Linked DNA regions of Mus musculus: all the other regions are linked to region 1. Evidence: chromatin contacts called from public HiChIP or PLAC-seq and promoter capture Hi-C data. All regions are on one chromosome and are shown on one strand. The core of a region is the stretch at or near the end of the contact, and the rest is flanking DNA. Distances in the headings are between cores, read along the strand shown. Region 1 holds the start of Apmap (adipocyte plasma membrane associated protein). Region 2 holds the start of Nxt1 (NTF2-related export protein 1). Region 3 has its middle 27 kb from the start of Cst3. Region 4 holds the start of Napb (N-ethylmaleimide sensitive fusion protein attachment protein beta). Region 5 has its middle 5.9 kb from the start of Cstdc2.

Region 1 (2,700 bases), core at 6-2,505:
CTAGTTCCTGCAGTTAGGTTTGGCCACTCCTTGCTTATCCATTAAAAGACTCACCAACCATTAGCAATTAATTAGCAATACCCACAACAAGCAGGGTGAGCAATTTGTCATAATCTACCCACATTTAGCAAGGTGAGTCCTAGTTAATGAGATCTCAAGGCTACCTAGGATGGCTGGTCTCCCTAATCAAGATCCATACTAGTTAGTACCTTCCTGTTCTTTTACAAACTCCTCTTTCCAAAGCCAAAACATGTTTGTATGTTTATCTTATTACCATTAGTCAAACCGATCATCAGAAGCAAAAACTGTCTCTCATCTAGTATGCACCACATCCCTTCATCACATTGCTGGTGACCAAAGAAATATTTCTAATATTTCTATCATATAAGTTAATTCCACAACTTTGAGGCTGATCTAGATATTCAAAGTACAAAATTCTGGTCACCAAGTTGAAAAGTCAATTTTAAATGTCTTCTAGTACGGTTTAAGGAGCATGCTTCATATGTGGGCTAATAGTGCATTTTGAAAGTCAGAAAGACTGGGGCCCAAAAAAAATTTTTCTTTTTAAGGATTTACTGTCAGTAACTACTGTCCCTATTACAAAAACCTGCAAGGCCGAATTCTCAGAAACACTGCCAACAATGTCAGTCGGTTCTCTACTCCACGCTGAGGAGTACAGACTGCGCGGCGTCAATAGATGCAGGAGGAGGACCTTCGCAGAAAGGAAACCCAGCATCTTTTCTGACTTCTCTTTAAGGAAAGTGAATAACAAGGAACGCGAAAGAATCGGCTGACGGCAGTGGTCAGGTGGCTGTCCCAGGAGTATCAGAGGTTCCAACAAGGACAAGTCGGGAAGATGCGTGCAACTAAAGAAAGGCAAAAGGCGTTGGCTCCAGCGGCTGGGTGGCAAGAAGGGACAGAAAAGGTCCACAGCAGCGTGAGGGAGGACAACCAGGTCCACGCAAGGCCTCGCCCCGCAGATTGTCCTGTCAGCCCGAACCCGGCTCCTGGGTCCAAGCCGGGATAATGAGGAGGGTTCTCTCCCGTGGGATGATCCCAGCCCAGGTCCTGCCTACCTGCCCTCCTTGACCTCCGGGACCTGGCCATCGTCCGTGACGACCTGCGGCCGCAGGGGCCGACGCTGCCGCAGCCCGTCCGCTTCGCTCATTCTGCCGCCTCTCCACTGACACCTCCAACAGCGCCTTGACACTCAGCAACGCGGGTTTCAGAACTACTCCCTGGCGCGAGGAAATGACGTAAACTTAGCGCCGGAGCTGCAATGCAGGCCCCGCCCCCTTTTGGAGATTGGCACAGCAGTAAGGCTCCACCCCCTGGCCCCAGCCTACAGCTGCAGGCAAATGGTGAGGGGGTCCCTCCCTCAGTGAGCCGAGTCTGGATAGTGAGGCTGTAGCGGGTCTTCCTCAAGTCCGAGTGCTGGGCGGTGAAGTCTGCAGTAACAAGCTTGCAAAGAGAAGATGCCACTGATTCTTAACGAAATGTGTTCAATGCAGTAATCCCCGCCTGAACTGTTATCTTTTCTGAAAAGATTCCGCTAAAGTTCAAAATGTGTCCTTTTGGTTAAGATCAGATTTTGACTGCTAGATCGTCAAGTGGTTATACAATAGACATTTGATAAATTTTCTAAAGGGAGTTACCTAAAGACAGGCCCAAGTAGAAAAGACTGCTAATAGCAAAACTTTAGGAATCATGAAGCAACCACCAGGTAGTGCTTCCACGGTATTACAGCGAGTCGGACATACTCCAGGAGGTGAAGTGAGCAGACTGCAGGCAAATCCCTCCTTTCTGGAACTAATGAGAGCCATGACTTCAATACATGTAAATTTTAATACAGTGGTGATTTTAAAGAGAGAAACTTGGTCTAGTGGAAGCATTTAGCCGGTGAAGGAATGTGGGGGTAGGATTGGAAGAGAAAGGGCGGACAGGAGAATTTCAGGCAGCAATAACCAAGTAGGGCATTGGGAAGGATCTCTAGGATATAGGTGCTGGATTTTGTACCTCACTTGGGATTTTACAGAAGCAAACATGCCATTATCTTTTCGGCACTAGATGGCGATAGAATGCCACCTCAATGTTCTTTTTCCTCTCGCTTGAGGGAAGTGGAGATTTCTTAACACAGTTCTGTAGGGATCTCAGGTTATATATAATCCAAGGCTTGGCAACATGGTACTTGATTCCATCATTGAAGACAGACATTATAAAGATAATATCGTGGGTAATTGTAACAACTGCTGTGTGGGTCTGGCGCCTACCTGGAGACCTGAATGGCTTCCCCTTCTGATTGCATGTCTCTGACTTTGTCATGTTACTCCTTGTTTCCTTGTGATACGTTTTTTTTTCTACCTCCACCTAAACCACTTTTATCATCCAGAATCCATCTCAAGAGTCATTGCTGAAAATCTCTCATTAACTCTCCAGAGTATCCCCGTCTGTGGGAGGCTCTGTGAACATTCCTGAGCTGTCACAAGTAGCCAGTTACATCCAGTGCCTGTTACATGGATTATGCGTATCCTATGCCCAGTGTGAAACACATGGGCCAAAACAACCCGGAACACACACACGAAGAATAAAAAAGAGTTGAATACACTGAACTTCCTACATAAAAGGAATTCACCAGACGACCTGTGAGCTCCTCAGTTATGGAAGACTGTTCATGAAATTCAGGGCTAAAGTTAGAAATGG
Region 2 (2,700 bases), core at 72-2,571, 1.9 Mb before region 1:
GAGAGAGGGGAGGGGAAGGGGAGAGAAAGAGGGAGAGGGGGGAGGGGTGGAGGAGAGGAAGGGGAGAGGGAGAGAGAGAGAGAGAGAGAGAGAGAGAGAGAGAGAGAGATTCTATCCTCTAGAGAACCTTGACGAATACGCTCAACTGTGTCAGTGGCCAGTCCTTTAGAATCAGAGGCATCTCTAATCTCCCAAATTCAAGGGCTACTGAAAGAATAAAGGTCAAGTTCTCCCTCAGGAAAAGTCCTGGGACCTACCACTACTTTATCCCCAGGTTTACTACATATTTTTGTGTAACTACTGCTCCAAAGGCACTTATTCATCCTTGAAACTCAGACTCCAACTTAATTCTTTCAATAATGAAAACTTTTCACTCACTTAACTCCAGTGGGAAGTGACCTATATTGAACAGCCATTCTCGTTTCTTAAATCTAAAAACAAATGTTCCCTTAGTAACATGAGCAAAAGGAGCCGAGAGGTTGGTAACAAAATACAGATTAAAGTACTTAATTGAACAAAGCCACTTACAAACAGCTCTCCTAGCCGGGCAGATGAAGCAAAGAATCAGGTCTCAGCAAAGTTAGCTCTTTGGGTTTTGATACACGAAGCAGTTTCCCAATTTCCCACGCGAAATGGCTCCATTTCTATGCTAGGTATCTAGACAGCTCCAGATTAAAACAAATTCAGTGTCTTAAATGAGGTGGTACTGCGCCGCAGCTGGAGCCAGCAGGAAACTCAATTTGCACTGCATAGAAAGTCAACTACCATTGTCCCCTTGCCCGCCTCTTCGACCTCAGTTCTCACTAGACTAAAATTTGTTCTCTTATAAGTTCATCTGCTTGTCAACTCTAAGTAGCTTCACCTTAGGAAGGGTGCGCTCAGCTAAGATATTTGACCATATTTGACCACAAGGACTTCCACAGACTCTCAGATTTAGCCTTCCACCGGGTTCCTACACTACGGGTGTCTATGTGCTGGGTTCAGTCCAGAGCCTTATTGAAGCCATGCTGTTGTCTCCCTAGTTAGCATCAACCAGTGAAGCTCCACGTTGAAGCTTCACGAGTCTCCACAAGATATCATCCCAACACACACAGAAGAAGGGAGCCAGATCTAGCAAAGACAGATATCTCTTATTAACCAAGCCTTCCACAGCTAAGCGCGTTGACTCCACCCTCTCCACAACATCCAATCAGAGCTCCCTCAACCGGATCTTCTAGGATAGTGCCTAACCCGGAACCTACACTGTCTTTGCCGCCACACCTGGGCGGAGCCAAGTTTTCTACTGGCTCGCGTAGCTGCCCGTCGCGGGGAGGCGGGAGTCGACGGGAACCGGGATGCTAGCGCCTGCGCACATTGCAGCTTGCGGCGCGCGGGAAGCCACTACCGGCGCTTAACCGTTCCTCGCCTCCTGGACGTCGGCTTCTCAGGCGGAGCCTCTGGGAGGAAGAGGAGAACAGGAGAGAAACTCTTCTGGCCCGGGACCGCGACCGGGGCGGAACCCGGGACCGAGTCGCCTTGGCGGCGCTGACCGAGATCGAGCAGGTAAGTGAGCGCTCCTGCCTGGCCGTCTGGCAACGCCGCGGCACCAGGGACCTCTTCCCTTTTCTTAGGCTCAATAAGACATGGATGTTGTCCTTTCCTCCACGTGGTGTCTCTGCAACCTGGCATCAGGCTTTTTTATGTGCAGAACCGTGGCGGTGAGTTTGCCATACCCGGAGGAGAGCAGCAGTTTGGGGCCGGGGGATGTAAGAAGCGACTCCCAGCTGGAAATGAGGCCCGGGGCACGGCTGCCGTTTCTGAGGTCCAACTCCAGGAAACTACAGTATGAACCATGGGAGTGGAGCATCTTTCTGACTCTCACTCTACTATGTTTCGGTCGTACTGCTCTCTCCTTAAGAGAGAAAGATGACCGGGTTCTGTGGGTAGCTGAGGACCAGAAATAGGGGTGATCATCTTTGGGGGCGTGACCAATGTTAGGGCGAAGCATTGTGGCCTAAAGAAGTGGGGATGAGGTGGTTGGACAGAGAAATATGGTTACCTTGGAGAACATTGTTAAGCCAGCATCCCTAGAGCTGTTTTCATATAGAACTGCTTTCAAAAAAATCCTGGAACTTAGTAAGCATAGCTCTGACTCCCTTGCTTCCGTAGAATGAAGCAAGTAAGTTTGTAACTCTTTTTGTAAAGTTGTTACAGTGACTTGTGCAATGATGATTGAGGGAATGTACCTAAACTACTAAGCAAACAGCACTTCAGATTGATTGTTGAGTCGGAGGACCTTGGTGAGAGAGTGGCAAGAGCAGTATCAAGCTGGCTCCGAATTCATCTATAGGGCCAGCTTCCTCCTTGCTCTGTGTGGAATCCATCGTTCATAAACTGATAAGCTTAAAAAAATGAAACCGGGCATGGTGGCGCACGCCTTGAATCCCAGCACTTGGGAGGCAGAGGCAGGCGGATTTCTGAGTTCGAGGCCAGCCTGGTCTACAAAGTGAGTTCCGGGACAGCCAGGGCTACACAGAGAAACCCTGTCTCGAAAAACCAAAAAAAAAAAAATGTTGGCCCAGGCATGGTCGTGCACACCTTTATTCCCAGCACAAAAGGCAGAGGCGGATGTCATGAGTTCAAAGCCAGTGTGGTCTACATAGAAGTGGCAGAAATACATAGAGAGAACGTGTCTCAATAAAATAATAAAGGCTCTTGAAA
Region 3 (2,700 bases), core at 130-2,629, 1.7 Mb before region 1:
TTTTGTGCCTTCCTTCATAGGAAGTTTAGGAATTGCTTTCCAGAGTGTCATTATATTGAAGGATTCCATTGAATATGCGAATTACTTTGGTAGTATTGAGGTAGATGAAGGGAGACCCACTTTTTTTCAGGGGTACTGAGTAGGTGTTACTCATTCTGCTAGTACTGCACAAATTGTCTTAAATCCTAAGTTTGTCAAGTTCTTGTTAGCAGGACTTTTCTTTTGTACATAAGTAAAGACAGTGGGGAATGGAGCAACTCGACACCTTTATTAGTAGTTATTGGCTTCTTACTGCCAATCCTTGATTGGAAGCACTTCCATTTCAGAGCCAGATGTCTGTCTGACACTGTCTGCAGACCACTTTGAATGCATTGAAGCTTCACTGAGCTAAGTAAGTATACAGCCACCACAGCTGATCTCTTTGAATGCTGAAGGTGCAGCCTCAGCCAGAGTATCTGAAATAGTTTTGTATCTGAGGTTTTACTGTCACAAACTAGTGAACACTGGGAGACACCACAGCTATTCTTGCCTATACCAGAGGGAAGCACTTTCCCTGGCCGTCTAATAGAGGGCCTGCTGTGACTGGATCAGAAGCAAGGTTTAATTTGCATGTAAGGCTCCCTGTGATTGCATGTAAGGCTCCAGCATTGTGATAAATCAGCTCTTGAGTGTGAAAGTCATTGCTAACATAACCACCACGGATAGCTAGGTTTTTGTTTACTGTTATTTTGATGAGCTTTGTAAAGTGCAGCCCAAGAATAAGGAAGATCCAAAGTGGGGACCCAGAATGCCAGGAGGGAGCATACAAATGCTCTAGCACATGGAGAAAAGGAAGCTTTCCCCTGGCTGCATGGGCCAGGAGAAAAGGAATTGTAGACAGGGTATTTTCAGACAGAAAACATCATGGACAGGCAGAATTAAGGGAGATAGGATCCCAGTCCAGAAAAAAGCCAAACTAAAACAAAACATGAACTTGAGCTGAATGAGAATGTGTGTATGATGAACCTTAGTTTTGGCCCTAACTATATAACCTGACTCCATCCCAGATTGATCATATACTGGAAGGAAGAAAATTGATTATACTCACGCCAGTGGTCCTAAGAAGACATAAAGACAAGAGTTGAGAAAGCAGAGATGTGAGATAAAGACGGAGCGAGGAGGAGAGGTCAGAAATCATCCAAGCTTAGGGTTTCACATATCACATATCACCTGTTGTGAGTTCTTCTCACTGAGGCCCATTTTTTCACCCCTATCTTCATTCTGGGTAATATAGTTTTAAGACTTTCAGCTAAAATTGGGAAAATAGAGACTGGTGCTGTAGAAAAGGAAGCTGCTGCCATCTGCTGTCACCTTTGGTCAATGCCCAGTGTCACTAGGTAGTCCACAGCAGCCAGGATAGTGTGTGGTGTGGGGTTCCCCAAGGCGCAGGACAGCGCTCATTTATGTTAGGTGTTCTGTCTCTCACTGAGGACACCGAGTCTACCCCAGAAGCCACCCCCAGTGCGAATTGGGGCTGACTGGGAGTGCCAGGAGCAGAAAAATCACCAGTGGTCCAAGTCTGCCCTCTTGTGGTCATTATCACCAGGTGCAGGATGCGGCCCAGCACTAAGACTCAGCTCAGGATGGGTAGGGTTTCCCCCCCTTAAGGTTCTGCATGTGTGGTTCTTTCCCCAAATCCACTTCTCTCTTTGCGTTTTCATATCTAGTTCTTTATCTTCCTTCAGATTAGATTAAATGTCATCGTCCCAAATTACATTTCCTGATAGTTCTTTTCTCTGTTGGATAGTATTTGGTTCTAAGCCCCGTGAAGACCACGATTTGCTCATCTCATTCCTATAATGAGTCTATTTCTAGCGCAGACCCTGAAAGATGATGGACGTTCAATACACATCTCAGCGAATATGTACTTATACGATGAACATGCCCTTGTGAGTGCGCCAGAGACTTTCCCAGAGTGGTTGAATTCTTTCCACGTGAACCTGATATAGTATTATCTCATGACAGCATCCAGCCAGGCTATAATGACTCTAATAAAAATGTGTTAAAACTGCCATTTTGATTCAGTGGCTAAAGTTAAAATCTATTTTCATTCTTCTACATGCAGACATCCTGTTAGACTAGCACCATTTGTTGAAGATGTTTTGTTTTCTCCTTTGTATGGTTTTGGCTTCTTTATCAAAAATCAAATGTCTATTTTATGTCTGAGTCTTTGATTTGATTCCATTGATCAATGTGTCTGTGTCTGTACCAATACCATGTATTTTTTTATCACTATTTCTCTGTAGCACATCTTGATGTCATGGGTGGTGATTCCTCCTGAAGTTCTTTTATTGTTCGGGATTCTTTGGCTATCCCTGGGTTCATTAGTTTTCCATATGAATTTGAGAATTGTTCTTTTAAGGTCTATAAAAATTGTGTTCTTTGTAGGACTTTATGAAAATGAAGGGAAAACATACTCACACTTATGGGACATAATGAAAGCTGTATTAAGAAGCACATTATGAGCATCAACCACCTTCCTAAATAAATTGAAGAGGTCTCAAGATAGCAACTTAATAGCACACCTGAAAGGTGTAGAACAGCAAGAAACAAACACATCCAAGAGAAGTAGATTGCAGGGAAATAAACAAACTCTGGACTGAATTCAATAAATTAGACACTAAGAGAGCAGTACAAAGAATTAATAAAACTAAGAGTTGG
Region 4 (2,700 bases), core at 39-2,538, 1.9 Mb before region 1:
CATAATGGGGCTCAATTAAACTATTATATAATAATTAATGTAATTAGTAGTCAGATGAATGAAGTAAAAATAAAAGTCAAAGTTCACTGGGTACATTTTCAGCACTTAAGTGTCTATACTGAATTTTTACAGAAACTGCGTCTCACAATGCAGCAGTTTAGTATGTACCTCTAGTCCCTCTCGATAATTAAAATCTGTTCTTGGTACAGATCTTTCACTTTCAAATGGGAGAAAAAAAAGAAGAGGCACACGTAATTTCTACCGCTGTCATAAACAGCTGAATCATTCGCATAATCAACAGCCCAGAATTCTTCCACAAGCTCTCAGGGCAGGTTTTGCTTTTTGAAAGCTCAGAATGTAAACCAAACCCTTCCCTACCAAGATATGTAAGAATTAACAAAATCACGGGATTCCCAAAGGATACTCTGACTTTAAAAAGGAGCAATGTTACATACAGTTCATCAAACGGGAAGCCTGAACTACGGATACAAGTCACTCTGGCAAATGAAAAACACACCAAGGAGGATATGATTTCAAGGCCCTTGAGCCAAGGCCAGCGGGCAAGTGCCCGGGATACAGGGGCGCAGACTTCGCGCTCCCCACGAGCCACCAGCTGCTGCCAAACTCCAGGTTGAATTCCAGAACCTCACAGTCCTGGCTCCCCCGGGGGATTTACGGGCCCAACCAGGGGAAATGAATAAATCTGGTCCACCAGGAGGGGTGGCATCCTTGAAGAGGCAGCTTGGCGCGGACCCTGGAGCTAGCACCGGACCGTTGGCGACGCATGGGACTTGGGGGACCACAGAGATCTCCGAGGACGCGTAGGTGTTCTGGGTTGTTTAAGGGTGCCTGGGGATTGTGAGCTAGAGGTTCTCCGGGTGTGGGTGAGGGGTGTCCAAGGCCTGAGGATCCCCAAAAGGTTCTGGGGCTTGCAGTGTGTGCTGACTGGAGAGACACCCCAGACACGGCCCAAGGGATGCGATGAGGCCCTGGATGCTACGGGACCCAAAACAGAGCGTGGGCCACTGGGAATCCCGTAACCCTAAGCAGTTGCGCGGGGTACTCTGCGGTGGCAGCCGGCTGGGCAGGGGATCGGGCACCAAGACCCCTAAGGGCAAGACCTCTGGCGCTCACCCGAACAACCCTCGGAGGAAAGAGTGGGAAGCCTTCACTCGCTTCTCGGCCTCCGCCATAAGCTGGACCGCTTCTCGCTCCTTCCCTGCGTTGTCCATGTCACCCGCTGCAGCCAAAGCCTCCTCTGCTGACTAGCTAGGCTCCCGGGACGACTTAGCCCTCCCTCCAGCAGGTGCGGACACGCAGGCGCGGCACGCGTGGCCTTTCGGGATCTGTAGTCCTACATTCCACCTTAATGCCAGTTTGTCAGAGACCACAACTACAGTTCCCAGCAGGCTGCTGGGCAGGGCCGGGCGTTCTCCCGGACTCCCTGGAGGAGGGGGAAGGGGCGTGGCCTTCTGGAGGGGTCTTGGGCCTTGGACCCTTGGAGGTAGACTTCAAGGTTGAGAGAGAGAAAGAAAGAGAGAGAGAGACAGAGATAGAGACAGAGACAGACAGAGAGAGGGAGACAGAGAGACACTCTACAAGCAATACTGCAAAATTTAATCTAATGCAGCAGTTCAGCTCAATTTAGTCAACCATGTGGTGCCCCACCTCCCAACTCTGCCAGAAAAGCAGCAACAGCTGGCCTAAAGAGCTATTTTTAATTTCTGACAGCAAGACATTAAAAATGCATCATCATCCCCAATATAAATTCAGAGTTGATTTTAAGCGTCCCCAAACTACAACTTTCCATTTGGTCCTCTTGTTTAAAAATGGATTGCATATCTTTCCTGTAGGCACAATCTACTCTTGTTATTGACTGAATTCTATTAAATGGCTATAAGCCAGTGAACTCTCTTATGCTTTACATAATGCTGGCTATAGTGGGTGGATCTTGACAAAATTCCTGTCTGCCAGGAAGACTTCTAATCTACTAAATATCCATAGATAGATGCAATCCTGTGCCAGTGACTTCTAGGCCTGTCCCAGAGGGAGGTGTTTTTTAATACAATGTCTAGACCATTTATGCTTGGCAGTGCTACTTCTTAGGTGGTGCAGCAAATAGAATTACTGCCAAATGAGAGTTTCTGATGATTTAAAACTCTTCATGAATACGCTGTAGGAACTGGCAAGCAGAATTTGTCTAAGAAAATGAAGCCTGTTTTCAGAGAACATAGCAAGAGCGTTTAAACTCCTGGAAACAAGCTACCAAAACTGATGTCACAGTGTGGCATGATCCAACCATAGCAGGATGCTCTCAAGATAGAGGGGAATATCGGCTCTTGGTGCATAGTTTTTTTTACAACTACTATGAGCTTGTTTTTTTGTTGTTGTTTTTTTTTTCACTTTGGAGAACTGATTTGCAAGTTTGGAGCAGGAGGGTAGACGGAGGTAGGAAATTGGAGGTGGCAGTGGATGTTGGATTGAAGAGAGAAAAATTGCAAAAAGTGAACCAACATTGGCATTTGAAAAGGAGTCAGTTGGGGAATTTGGTGGATTGAGTCAACTCCTAAGCATCATGGGCAGCAGCAGTGTGTTGATCAGAGCAATTCCCAACCCTGGCTGAATGGAACAACTCTGCAGGATAGTCAAGAAATATTGATCCCTCTGCCACTAGTCTTTGGTGTCCAGATCTCCACTCTA
Region 5 (2,700 bases), core at 33-2,532, 1.8 Mb before region 1:
CTTGATTCAGTGTTCAGGTGGCTTTGTGTTTTGATTATTAAAAAAATGAATCCCACAGAGACTTTCAGCAAATGTGAACTAAAAAGAGGGCAATGGCTGTGTGTACTGGTGTTAAGAGGGAGTTAAACTATAAACACAAAGGTATGTGAACCCCCAACTGGGGACCACTTGCCATATATACAAGTCAAAATCCCTGGAGGTTCTATTTCTACCCCCTAACGTTGCCCTCACTTCTGGTTTGTAAATGGGGCATCCTCTGCCTTAGCTGTGTTCTGAGTGGAAGACTGGTGCATTTTGGAGATACTGTTCTTTCTTTTCTGTCCAAGGGCTCAGAACTGGTGTTCTGTTATATTTGTTTATGCAGAAGCCAAGGTTTCTATTTAACTTTGGCTCTGTGTGGACAAAGTGGATTTGAGGAAGGTTAGAAGGAGGAGAGAGGAAAAACTGTTTCTAATATAAATATGTTCCTCTTTTGAATGTGTTTGTTGCTGCTTATAGATTTCTCCAAAAATGGCATTTTCCAAGTGGTGGTGCACATTTTAATCTCAGCACTCAGGAGGATGAGGCAGAAAGGTTGGGAGTTCAAAGCAACCCTGAGCTGCATAGGAAGACTCTGTCTCAAAGAACTAAGGATTGGGGGAGTAGTTCAGTGGTTGGTTGGTTGCTGTTGGAATCAGAGCAAGGCCTTGAATTCAATATCTAGTAATGTACAAAAGGATTAAAAAGTCTTTTCCTCCCTTCCATAAGTCAGCCGACAGAAGCCAAAAGTCCTGGTCCTCTCTGTACACAGGCTAGTGTTTACTGTGTGGACTAGGAAGCTCTACCAGACCAGTTTCTCTTTTCCTTCTGAATATGATTTTCTTTTATGAGCATTTGAATGCTAAATAACAACAGTGTCCAACCTTTATTTTAAACAAACAGTTCCAAAGAGTTATGGTGCCACATTTCCTAGATAAAATATAGATTTCATTATAATAGAAAACCCAAATTACATAGGCTTCAGCCAGCCAGGGAATTGTGTCACATTCTTGGGGTGAAACCATTTCCTGTTTAGCTTTATGAGAGACCCCTGTGCTGATGATGTTTCTATGCAGGCACCAACAAGACCCATCTCCCTTAGGCTTTGCTCTGCATCCATAAGCTTCCTCAAGCCTTGCCTGGAGACCATCAGTGAAAGCTTTAGATAGGTAGCGACCATTATCTGAAACTCCTCAAAACCTGAGACTTTTAGTGTTCCGATGCTACAGTGGAAAATTCCAGCTCTGACTCATGTGATAGCTATAGCCAAAATGCAAGGTCACTAGTATTTGCTATTAAGTTACCCTTGCAGTATGAATAGTAGGGATGTACGAGATACAAGTGAGTTTCATTTTTAAACTTAGTTTCTGTTAGGTTGAAGGAAACCCCTAAGCACTCCAAAAGGACAGGCCCACTGACGATGTCTAAGTTGACAGCTTGAGCTCAGCTCGGGCTGAATGTTGGCAGGACAAACAAGAGGACTGCCGGACGATACTTTCAGTGTTCCTCAGGAACCTGTGAAAGCTTTGTGTTTGCCAGGAAATCCCACTTCCTTATCTCCCCCTGCTCTGGTGGATGAAGCATCTGGCTTCCTATTGCATATATACCAAAGCCAGTTACCCTCTAAACTCCTTTGGTCCCTATTTACATACACTTATTAGCCCACAAGAGCTTCCTAGTTCCCCTTCTACACTCCCCTGCTCTAGGCTAGCTCCTAGGCTGTTCCAGTTTATATCTCACTTCCTGCTCCCTTATTAGGACAAAGTATTTTCCCCTGTACCTCTCTATTCTCTCTCTCTCTTGTAATTCTCTGCCACTGTTCTCCCTTCTCTCACAGATAGCTCTAGTCATGCCCAGTCTGTATTTTTTTCTCTTGGCTGTGGACTCTTCTCCCTGCCTCGGGATGTTCTCTCTTCCTTATTTACAACAAAAACCTTCCCTTTGGATCATGGAGTAGCCATTTTGGTGGCTTCTTTGCAGTATTCTCACTTACACTTTCCATATCTAAGTTTTCTTTTTGTTTATAAATCCATAACGATCTCAAATCCATAAAAAGACTTGGTCCTAAGCATTGGAATTAAGTAATACTTAAGCTGTTTATAATTAAGTTTTATGCCATTAACATTTGCACAATTAGTCATACGGCATTTCTTACAGCTTGGATGCTTTACTCAACTCACGATAATGAGTCACCATGCTGGCATTTATAGACAGAACTCCTTCATTATCCTTGCTTTGCCCTGGTGCTTAGTGCTTCACCCTAGCAGATTAGCTATTTATATCATTTCCCACTGCCTGGATTCTACTCTTTTCTCTTAGAATTGAATGCAGAGCACCCTGGCCCACTTTCCATGTGCCTGCATCTGTTTCTTCAGTGAAGGCAGTAGGAGAGCTTTGAGGATGTCGATGGTCCCCCTTTTTAGCTTTATTAGGGACCACTCTGCTAGTGACATTTCTTTCTATGCGACTCACAGATCAAATTCATTTCAAAGTGTCAAAAATTTGTTTATAGCTTTAAAAAAATGTCTCATTAAAAATCCTTTCCAGGGCTGGAGAGATTGCTCAGTGGTTAAGAGACCACTATGTGGTCTTCCAGAGGCTGGGTTCAATTCTCAGCACCCACATCACAGTTCACAACTGTCTATAACTCCAGTTCCAAGGACTCCAAAACCCCTCACACTG

What was found. Promoter capture Hi-C pulls out the DNA fragments that hold promoters and counts their contacts. HiChIP or PLAC-seq counts read pairs in DNA pulled down with a chosen protein or histone mark.
Region 2: a promoter capture Hi-C map of liver shows a contact between it and region 1, with 5 times the contacts expected there. The contact joins the promoter of Nxt1 here to the promoter of Apmap in region 1. A contact is called at or near these places in 4 of 39 promoter capture datasets (3T3-L1-derived adipocytes, cranial neural crest, liver and 1 more), 2 of 484 Hi-C or Micro-C datasets (CD4 T cells and cardiomyocytes) and 4 of 115 datasets of contacts at active chromatin or transcription factors (astrocytes, embryonic stem cells, stem cell-derived neural progenitor cells and 1 more).
Region 3: a promoter capture Hi-C map of pre-B cells shows a contact between it and region 1, with 6 times the contacts expected there. The contact joins the enhancer-like site here to the promoter of Apmap in region 1. A contact is called at or near these places in 8 of 39 promoter capture datasets (the 3T3-L1 cell line, cranial neural crest, embryonic stem cells and 4 more) and 3 of 115 datasets of contacts at active chromatin or transcription factors (bone marrow-derived dendritic cells, embryonic forebrain and extraembryonic endoderm stem cells).
Region 4: an H3K4me3 HiChIP or PLAC-seq map of embryonic forebrain shows a contact between it and region 1, with 7 times the contacts expected there. The contact joins the promoter of Napb here to the promoter of Apmap in region 1. A contact is called at or near these places in 5 of 39 promoter capture datasets (cranial neural crest, hippocampal neurons, liver and 1 more), 3 of 115 datasets of contacts at active chromatin or transcription factors (astrocytes, embryonic forebrain and large pre-B cells) and 2 of 9 other capture datasets (adipose tissue and liver).
Region 5: a promoter capture Hi-C map of liver shows a contact between it and region 1, with 4 times the contacts expected there. The contact joins the enhancer-like site here to the promoter of Apmap in region 1. A contact is called at or near these places in 2 of 39 promoter capture datasets (hippocampal neurons and liver) and 2 of 115 datasets of contacts at active chromatin or transcription factors (astrocytes and stem cell-derived neural progenitor cells).

What each region holds. Positions count from the first base shown.
Region 1 is chr2:150,607,312-150,610,011 of GRCm38.p6, forward strand. It overlaps Apmap (adipocyte plasma membrane associated protein), which reads right to left and starts at 1,256. Exons shown (of 9, transcript NM_027977.3): 1 at 1,077-1,256. The coding sequence starts at 1,168.
Region 2 is chr2:148,671,294-148,673,993 of GRCm38.p6, forward strand. Nxt1 (NTF2-related export protein 1) reads left to right here and starts at 1,322. Exons shown (of 2, transcript NM_019761.6): 1 at 1,322-1,542.
Region 3 is chr2:148,901,017-148,903,716 of GRCm38.p6, forward strand. No RefSeq gene overlaps it. Among named protein-coding and RNA genes, the nearest start is that of Cst3, 27 kb to the left of the region's middle. Within about 2 kb of position 1,380, at least 44 of the 459 cell types and tissues checked have an H3K27ac peak or open chromatin away from gene starts, as enhancers often do.
Region 4 is chr2:148,731,132-148,733,831 of GRCm38.p6, forward strand. Napb (N-ethylmaleimide sensitive fusion protein attachment protein beta) reads right to left here and starts at 1,289. Exons shown (of 11, transcript NM_019632.3): 1 at 1,135-1,289. The coding sequence starts at 1,232.
Region 5 is chr2:148,855,464-148,858,163 of GRCm38.p6, forward strand. No RefSeq gene overlaps it. Among named protein-coding and RNA genes, the nearest start is that of Cstdc2, 5.9 kb to the left of the region's middle. Within about 2 kb of position 1,283, at least 136 of the 459 cell types and tissues checked have an H3K27ac peak or open chromatin away from gene starts, as enhancers often do. A contact at or near this core is called in astrocytes and liver, where this site is marked.